Regions from separate parts of the Mustela erminea genome. Here region 2 is linked to region 1. A link is a contact called in public Hi-C data. All regions are on one chromosome and are shown on one strand. The core of a region is the stretch at or near the end of the contact, and the rest is flanking DNA. Distances in the headings are between cores, read along the strand shown. Region 1 holds the start of N4BP2L2 (NEDD4-binding protein 2-like 2). Region 2 holds the start of BRCA2 (breast cancer type 2 susceptibility protein).

Region 1 (3,655 bases), core at 148-2,647:
ATTTTTTAATAGATTTTTTTTGTCAGAGAGACCACAAGCAGGGGGAGTGGCAGGCAGAGGAAGAAGCAGGGTTCCTTCTGAGCAAGGAGCCCATGCTGGACTCCAACCCAGGATCTGATCAAGACCTCCAACAAAGGCAGATGCTTAACCAACTAAGCCATCCAGGCATCCCTGAATGACTGACGCATTTCTGAAACTTGAAGAATTTAAGTTAAGCTTGGGAAATTGAATCAATAATATATACTCTGACGATACAGATACACAACTTTATACTAATATGGAGAGTAAACCTGCCAGCCAAACTGACACTTATCCAAACTGGTTGTGATAAATGTCTTCATAAACTCTTGTTTAAAACCACTATATCCTTCGAGTAAATGCACCCAGCTCCCAATCTCAGCATCTCCTTACCAATCAAACGTTAGATACTGAAATGCCAAACTTTACAGACCCCACTCCTGTGAATAGAGTAAAAGTGGTTTCCAAATGGGTGTACTGCGTTCATTTAAAAGGAAAAAAATAACTTCAGTTGCACTAAGAATGACTCAAATATGTCCTATTATGTTTAGAAATCTGACACCTCCCCAAATCAACGCGTTCATCTTTTCCACATGCTTGGCCAATCTCAAAGACAAATTCTGCTTCCCTTGAAATTTCTTAGGGGCCCTCAAAAGTGCAATCCCAAATGCGGTTTTACTCAATACTTCATTTTGCCCGCTCTCTGGAACTCCTCCAACAGGACAGAACAAGGAAAGGGCAAAAAAGACGAAGCCGACAATGATACAGGTAGGCCCACAGAAACTGGAGGGAGGGGAACACAACTGTAAAGAACACCGCCCTATCGGAAACGCCCCACCCCGCCTCCGACCACCTCTCGGTTCCTCATTTCCTCATTCGGAATACGATTAAAGTCTCAAGGAACCGCAAGACGGCTGCATTAACAGAGCGTGGCCTATACACAGCCTTAGTTCCCTGGCTTCCTGACCTCCAAAGGTGGCCCGGGCAAAAGTGCGTCACCCAGCTCCTTTCTCCCAACGGAGACACGTTCAGGTTCTGTGTAGGAATTCAAGAGATATCCTAGACTCAAAGGTTCACTCCAGCCTTCCACGTTTACGGCTCATCAAAAGGGTCCAGCCAAGAACAGACGAGAAGCCGAAAAACGTCACCACCACTACCCCACCCTTACTTAAAATGGGAGCTGTACTCACCTTACACTACATTCGCTTCTACCTCCCAATAAAATCGTGGTCTAGAAAGACACGAACATCTGAAAAGGTGAAAGCAACGCACAAACACCACCCCAAAGCACAGAGGAACTAAAAACCAAAACCCTCGGCATCTGGGAAACAGCACCGCCGTACGCAAGATGGCTGCCACCTCGCGGCTACCCCGGCAGGAATTACAGATTTGCGCTCGGCATTGTGGGAACTGAAGTCCCGCGTTCACGCTGGGCCTGGTAATCTCCGCGCTCGGAGACTGGGTCTCCCAGAATCCATTTCGTGAAAGACGCAGCAGCGTTAACCAACGTATACCCTAACTAGTTCCTAGATTTGGAGCTGGGAAGTTATTTAGAACTGTTAACTTTGGCTAAAAAAGGCAGCGACCTGCTCTGGGATTCATCCGTAAAGGAAAGAGAACGTGAGTGCCTGGCACCCTAAAGACATAAGCCGCTGTCGGTGCATGCTTTTAAGACTTTCTAGGATACAAAGAATCGTGCTTTTCAACGGGGTCTCGGCATTTGGTATCGCCACGTAGGGTTGCTGGCGTTTCTCCAAAAAAACCACTAAGTAATTCCAGTCTCTTCTGTCCATGGAAGCAATCACTGCAGCAGAGCCTTAGGTACTAAGAGAAAGTTATTTCTTATCGTATTTGTGTTGTTTTGTTTTGAGAAACAAGGACCAGCTACTGAACTTTCCCACTTAAAGAGTCAATTTATGACAAGCACTTAGAACAGCAGCTGATTAAAACAAAACAAAGCAAAACCAAAAAAACAACTCGACGGTCCTCACCTCAGAGTCCCATCCCTCCACCACCTCCCCGTACTAAGTCCGCTCCCTCCTCTGCATTCTTTCTTGCCACTACAAGTAAACGGCTAACGTCTTGGTATTGGAATGAATCTTTCTGTTGAGGTTATAAATTTAACAGTTATAAATTTAACAGTTATAAATTTAACAGTTAAAATAACTGTCTGGAATATTTGCATTTGATTATTGAACAGCTTTGTGACCAAGAGGGTTTTAGGCTTATGACCAAAGCAATGCATCCTCTTATAAAGAAGGACTCTTCCTCAAATACAAATTCCCACATCAACCTTTTCTGATGTTTCCTCGTACTTAGATCCAAGTTATGCTTCCTCGGTGGAAACAACCGTGTGAGTGAAGTTGTGTCTTTCTCAGGGTATCTATATTTGGAGGTTCAGGATGTCTGTCCACTATAATCCACTATAAGGTGATATTAATCTTTATCACTTTATCAAGGTGCTTTCCAGTTTCTCCACTGTTTATTTTATCCCGTGCAACTCACAATCACAATCTATGAAGAGCTACTTTGAAACCAAGCAAATACCTTGCTCCTGATCAAACTCTACTTTGTAGTTCAATCTCCATTGGATGATCCTTGCTGCAACCGAGCTTTACAATGAGAGTTACAAGCTAGCTTTTCCCCTCCCATTTCCTTCAAGCCCTCCACATTTATTAGTGGTAATGCTACTATAAAGAAGAGCTATCCTTATTTACTATCAGCATGAATTTATGTTTTCCTTTTTGTTCAAGATGTCCATCAAAAAATCCTTTACTGTCTTATTATTTATTTATTTAGTTATATTAGACTATTTTGAGAATAGTTTTAGATTCACGGAAAAACTGAGTAGATGTAGTACACAGTTCCCATTTACCACACCTACCCCTATTTCCCCTATTATTAACCTCTTTATTATGATACATTGTTACAATTAGTGAACCAAATATTAATGCATTCACATAAATTACAGTCCATAGTTATTTAGATTTCTTTAATTTTTACCCAGTCTCCTTTCTGTTCCAGTATCCCTTCCAGGATAACATATTACATGAGTTGGCATTTCTCTTTAGGCTCTTCTTGGCTCTGACAGTTCTTCAGACTCTGTTTTTGAGGACCTCAACAATTTTGGGAGAACTGGTGGATATCTTGTAGGCTGCCCTTTTACTGTAATTCATTTATCTGATATTTTCCCATGATTAGACTGGGGTTATGTTTTTGAGGGGAAGACCACAGAGGTAAAGTGTCACTTTCATCACATAGTAGCAGGAGTACATACTATCAACCCAATTTATGATTGTTTATGTTAAACTTGATCACCTGGATAAAGCAGTTTTTCAGATTTCTCCATTGTAAAGTGACTCTTTTTTCCCCCTTTCCATACTGTACCCCTTGGAAGGAAGTCACTGTGCACAGTGCACATTTCTTGTTGTTAATCTCTCTCTCTCCCTTAGAGTATTTATATAATTTATTTGGAATTCTTCCACATGGGATATTGTTCTCTTCTTCCCCATTTTTATTTTGTTGCTCAAATCATCAGATTTGGCTGGCTTTAGTTTGGTTCCCTTTGACCTGCATGTTGAACACTTTCTTACCTTTGTGGCACAATAATTTTTCAGGCTTATCTTGTACATTTGTT
Region 2 (4,024 bases), core at 708-3,207, 180 kb before region 1:
CGCAGGCTTAGGCTGGGGTTCATCTGGGAGAGAACAGCCTTGAGCTGCGCCCTCTTGTAAGGGTCCATGCAGCAGTCGGAAGCATTTGCAGGCACCAGCAACCTAGGCCTGGCCAGGAAAGTGGGGGGACCGGTGTTTGGCCTCCAATCAGGCTGTTTGTGTTCAGAGAGTCCGGGATGGCCCAAAGGCATTGGATTCCCATAGCCCTGGTACAAGCCATACGGAACACGGACAAAGCGCTCCATCCGCCTGGTGGCCAGGCACAGCACAATATCCCTGAAGAGGGTTTGTTTGTCTCCTTGTTTTGCCTTCCACCTTCATCCACCCCCCTTTCTTTTTCCCCTGATCAAGTTAGTGTTGGTTCATTCCAAGTTTCTCCCTTTATTTCAAATCCTGATGGAAGCTGCTGCCTATTATCCTAATTAAAGGACAGGCAATCTACCTGTCTACAGAGGTCTAATTTCCACCTGATTCCTAATTGCTCTTCCCTATCTCTTCAATTCACTGTTCCTGAATCTTCTTCAAAGCTGTTTTTCATTTCTGACTTCTTATTCATACACATGCTTTCGTTAGCAAGTCACTCATGTATCCTATAGTAACTATTTTAGAGATCCTGTTTTAAAGCATATACTAAATCAAATACAAATAATAATTTATCTGAGCAGCAAACTAGAAGAATATAAGGACGTAAGTATACTGAGGCAGAGCTAATTAATGTAAAGATCCCAGAACCACAGAAGCAAGGAGCATTGGGGGGGTGTTATATATATTATGAGAAAATGTATTTCAGAGGGTTGTAGGGCGTGCCAACAGATCTCATTAATTCACTCCTAGTGAGGAGGATCCCTCTCCCCAAAAAGGTGAAAAAAGCCAATTATTTTGATCTAGAGGGTAAACAGAAACTTAACCATGGGTTTAGTGTCTGAAATCAAAGGGACTTGAATTGACACCATGGCCTTGTTACCAGACAAGTTACTTAACCAGGTGATTTGGTTTCCCCAGCTGACAGTACTAATATACATGATTGTAAGATTTAAGTGTTCAGTAAGTGTTAACTATCACAAGCTTTAGTATCTGTATTGGTAAGGCTTCCTGCTTAAAGCTCAAGACTATGATCAAACTAAAATGACTCCTATATAACCACGTAGAGCCCACCCTTTTACTAATCCAAGGTTGTTTCGCTGTTTACTTGCTCAAGAGCTTTCTGGAAGCAGCAAGGTCTATGAGCAGCTCTCTCCACACCAGTTGAAAGCTTTCTCGGTTATACAACAAATCTGAATTACGGCTCTTGCTGCGCAGGTCACGGACCCTGTGAATGAGGACAGGTGCCCTTTTCCCAGGGCGACTTGGAGAGAAGACAGGCACAGAACGAGATGATTGCCACCCCGAGAATGTAAAGGATGCTACGGAAGCCTGCAGAGGGTTGTGAGTGTTAGAGTAGAGAGTGAACGTGGTTTCACAATTTTTATAAAGGGGGCGGGCAAACAGGCTTGGAGGGCTTGAAAACTTGCTACCTAGGAGCAACACGCGGGCTAGAACTTAAGTCCTCTGGCTTCAAATCTCATCCCTTTCCACTCTGTAGAGAGCACGCAGCAGGGCAGTCAGTCAGCTACAACCACGGACCACTTTGGGGGACCGTCCTCTCTAAGGGCAAACAAAGGTCTTTCAAAGACCCCAGGCCGTCCCCTGGCTGCCACCCAAACGTGAGGTGGAGCAGAGAGAAGGGGGAGGAGTCGAGGAGTATACACAATGGGCGGTCACGGGCAGGAGCGACGCCTTGTACACCGAAGGCTCCGGGGAAACAGAACAAACAACCCAGCTCTCTCTTCACGCGGTTCCGGGCCGACTGCCCAGCGGTCCAACAACGACTTGGCTTCCGCCACACAGATGCGCCAGCCGCGCTCCCGGAACCTGACTTCCGGGTCGCACGCACGCTGCGTGTTACGTCACGGCGTCACCGCGCGACGTGTCGGGAGAGCGGGCTTTTGGCGCGAGAGTCTGAAATAAGATCGGCGGAGGCGGAGCTGCTGGGGCTCGGCGCAGCCGTGGATCGTCGCAGAAAGGAGCCAGCGGGTCAGCTTTCTGATCGAAGTGCCGGCGCGGTTTTTGTCAGCCTTCTCCGGCCAAAAAGAGCGGCACCTCCGGAGGCGGTTAGTGTCGGCCGGGTGGAGACCGACAGGCCTGTCGCCCGCGGTGTGGGGCTGTGGGGGACCGCCTCCCCTTCCCTGGGTGGGAGCCGCGGCCTCCAGACGCTGACGGTCTCCTGCCGCTGGCGGTCTCTGCCAGCCGCGAGCTCCGCCCCTTCCCTGGAATTCCGCTTCCCAACTTTGCACCCCGCCCGCCGCCCAGGGTTTGCCCCTGAGCTGCCCTAGATGTCCCACTCTGAAATCTCCTTAGTTGGAAATACGATGAAGTGACTTTAACGGAATATTGTAATTTTAGAAGATGTTTCACAGCGCCTGACACACTGTATCGGCCTTACTTAACCCCCAGGGAATTGTTGTATTATGAAAATTTACTGATGTGACATTGTCTAAAGATATTTATCTCTTAATAGGACCCCTCGTTGGCTGTGCACCCTCTAGCCACACGTGACTAGTTAATTAAAATTAAATATTTAGAATTCTGTTCTGAGTCCTACTTGCCGCATTTCAAATGCTTAATGGGGATAGTGGTCACTGTATTGCACAGCACAAATATAGAATGCTCCCATCATCGCAATAAGTTTGATTATTGTCCGGAAAGATGGGACTGAAGTCAATAAACAATATAACTTCAGGCAAGTTTACCTTTTGATTTTTACTTCAGAGTCGGTTAACAAGGACTGCATCACTGTGAAGTGTATTTTGGTGTTGTCTTTTGCAGAGTTATTTACCTAGCGTTGGAGTAATTCTGTAGATAAAAATGCCTATTGGATGCAAAGAGAGGCCGACTTTTTTTGAAATTTTTAAGACGCGGTGCAATGAAGCAGGTATTACAAAGTTTATATACATGGATCATTTATGTTGCGAACATGTTTTCAGAAAACTATGTAACTGTGCTTGCTTGCTTAGAGGAATCCAATACCTAACGTTTTGTTTTCCTGTAAACTGTTTCGTATGAGGTCATAAATCCAGTTAAGAAAGTGATCATTTACAGTTAACGAAATGATAACTATAGAACTCTGGGGATAAAGAAGGTACTGGCCTCTTGATAGCAGGAGAATGTACTGTTTTTAAAGCACAGAACTTTTAGCAATTGGTAATGTTACTTTATATTAGAAGTTGTCAAACTTTAGTCTCTTTACACTCTTGAAAATGACTGAGGACCCCAAAGAGGTTTTATGTAGGCTACCAAATAGAAATTAAAACTTAGAATTTTTAAAGATGTGTGTTAATTCACTTAAAAAATAAAAAATCCATTGCATATTAACACAAATGAACATTTTTATGAAAAATACCTTTTCTCCCAAAAAGAGTGGCTCTGTTTTACAGTTTTGCAGTTCTCTGTAATATCTGGCTTAGTAGAAGATAGCTGAATCCTCATACCAATTTCTGCATTTCATCTGTTGCAGTATAGTGTTTTGGTAGAAGTATATAAAGAAAAGCCAGCCCTCCACAACAATGTAGTTGAAAAAAAGGAGTATTTTAATAGTCTTCAGTTAACTGTGGGTATCTTTGATAATATACCAGAACTAGACAAGTGTTAGTTTTAAGAGTTGCAGTATGGATTTGGAAATGGTATCATGATCTTTTCCTTCCCTTTGTTACATTTAATTCTATTAGTCTTTCTTGCACTTTGAACAAATTGTTTATCCATGCTGTAACATCAGGCACTGATCATTGGGAAAAGGTCAGTGTTCCGAATTACACTGATATTCCATGTATTGACACATTGTATTAAGCTATAAAAAGTACATTTGGTACTTTTTAAGAAAATCTCACCAGAAAAGTCTTTCAATATTAGGAAGATGCCAAGTTTACAGAGGCTCATAAAGTTTTAACAAAATTCTAATTCCCTTTTAAAAGCTCCTATTTGGGGGCAT

What was found. A called contact is a pair of places that touch in the nucleus more often than the background predicts.
Region 2: a Hi-C map of spleen shows a contact between it and region 1, with 4 times the contacts expected there. The contact joins the promoter of BRCA2 here to the promoter of N4BP2L2 in region 1. A contact is called at or near these places in 2 of 3 Hi-C or Micro-C datasets (skeletal muscle and spleen).

The regions. Positions count from the first base shown.
Region 1 is chr15:72,460,060-72,463,714 of mMusErm1.Pri, reverse strand. N4BP2L2 (NEDD4-binding protein 2-like 2) reads right to left here and starts at 1,397. Exons shown (of 9, transcript XM_032315418.1): 1 at 1,209-1,397. LOC116574605 (a long non-coding RNA gene) reads left to right here and starts at 1,485. Exons shown (of 4, transcript XR_004279389.1): 1 at 1,485-1,638.
Region 2 is chr15:72,637,842-72,641,865 of mMusErm1.Pri, reverse strand. BRCA2 (breast cancer type 2 susceptibility protein) reads left to right here and starts at 1,957. Exons shown (of 27, transcript XM_032315410.1): 1 at 1,957-2,150; 2 at 2,866-2,971. The coding sequence starts at 2,905. It overlaps ZAR1L (ZAR1-like protein), which reads right to left and starts at 927. Exons shown (of 4, transcript XM_032315421.1): 1 at 1-927. The coding sequence starts at 245.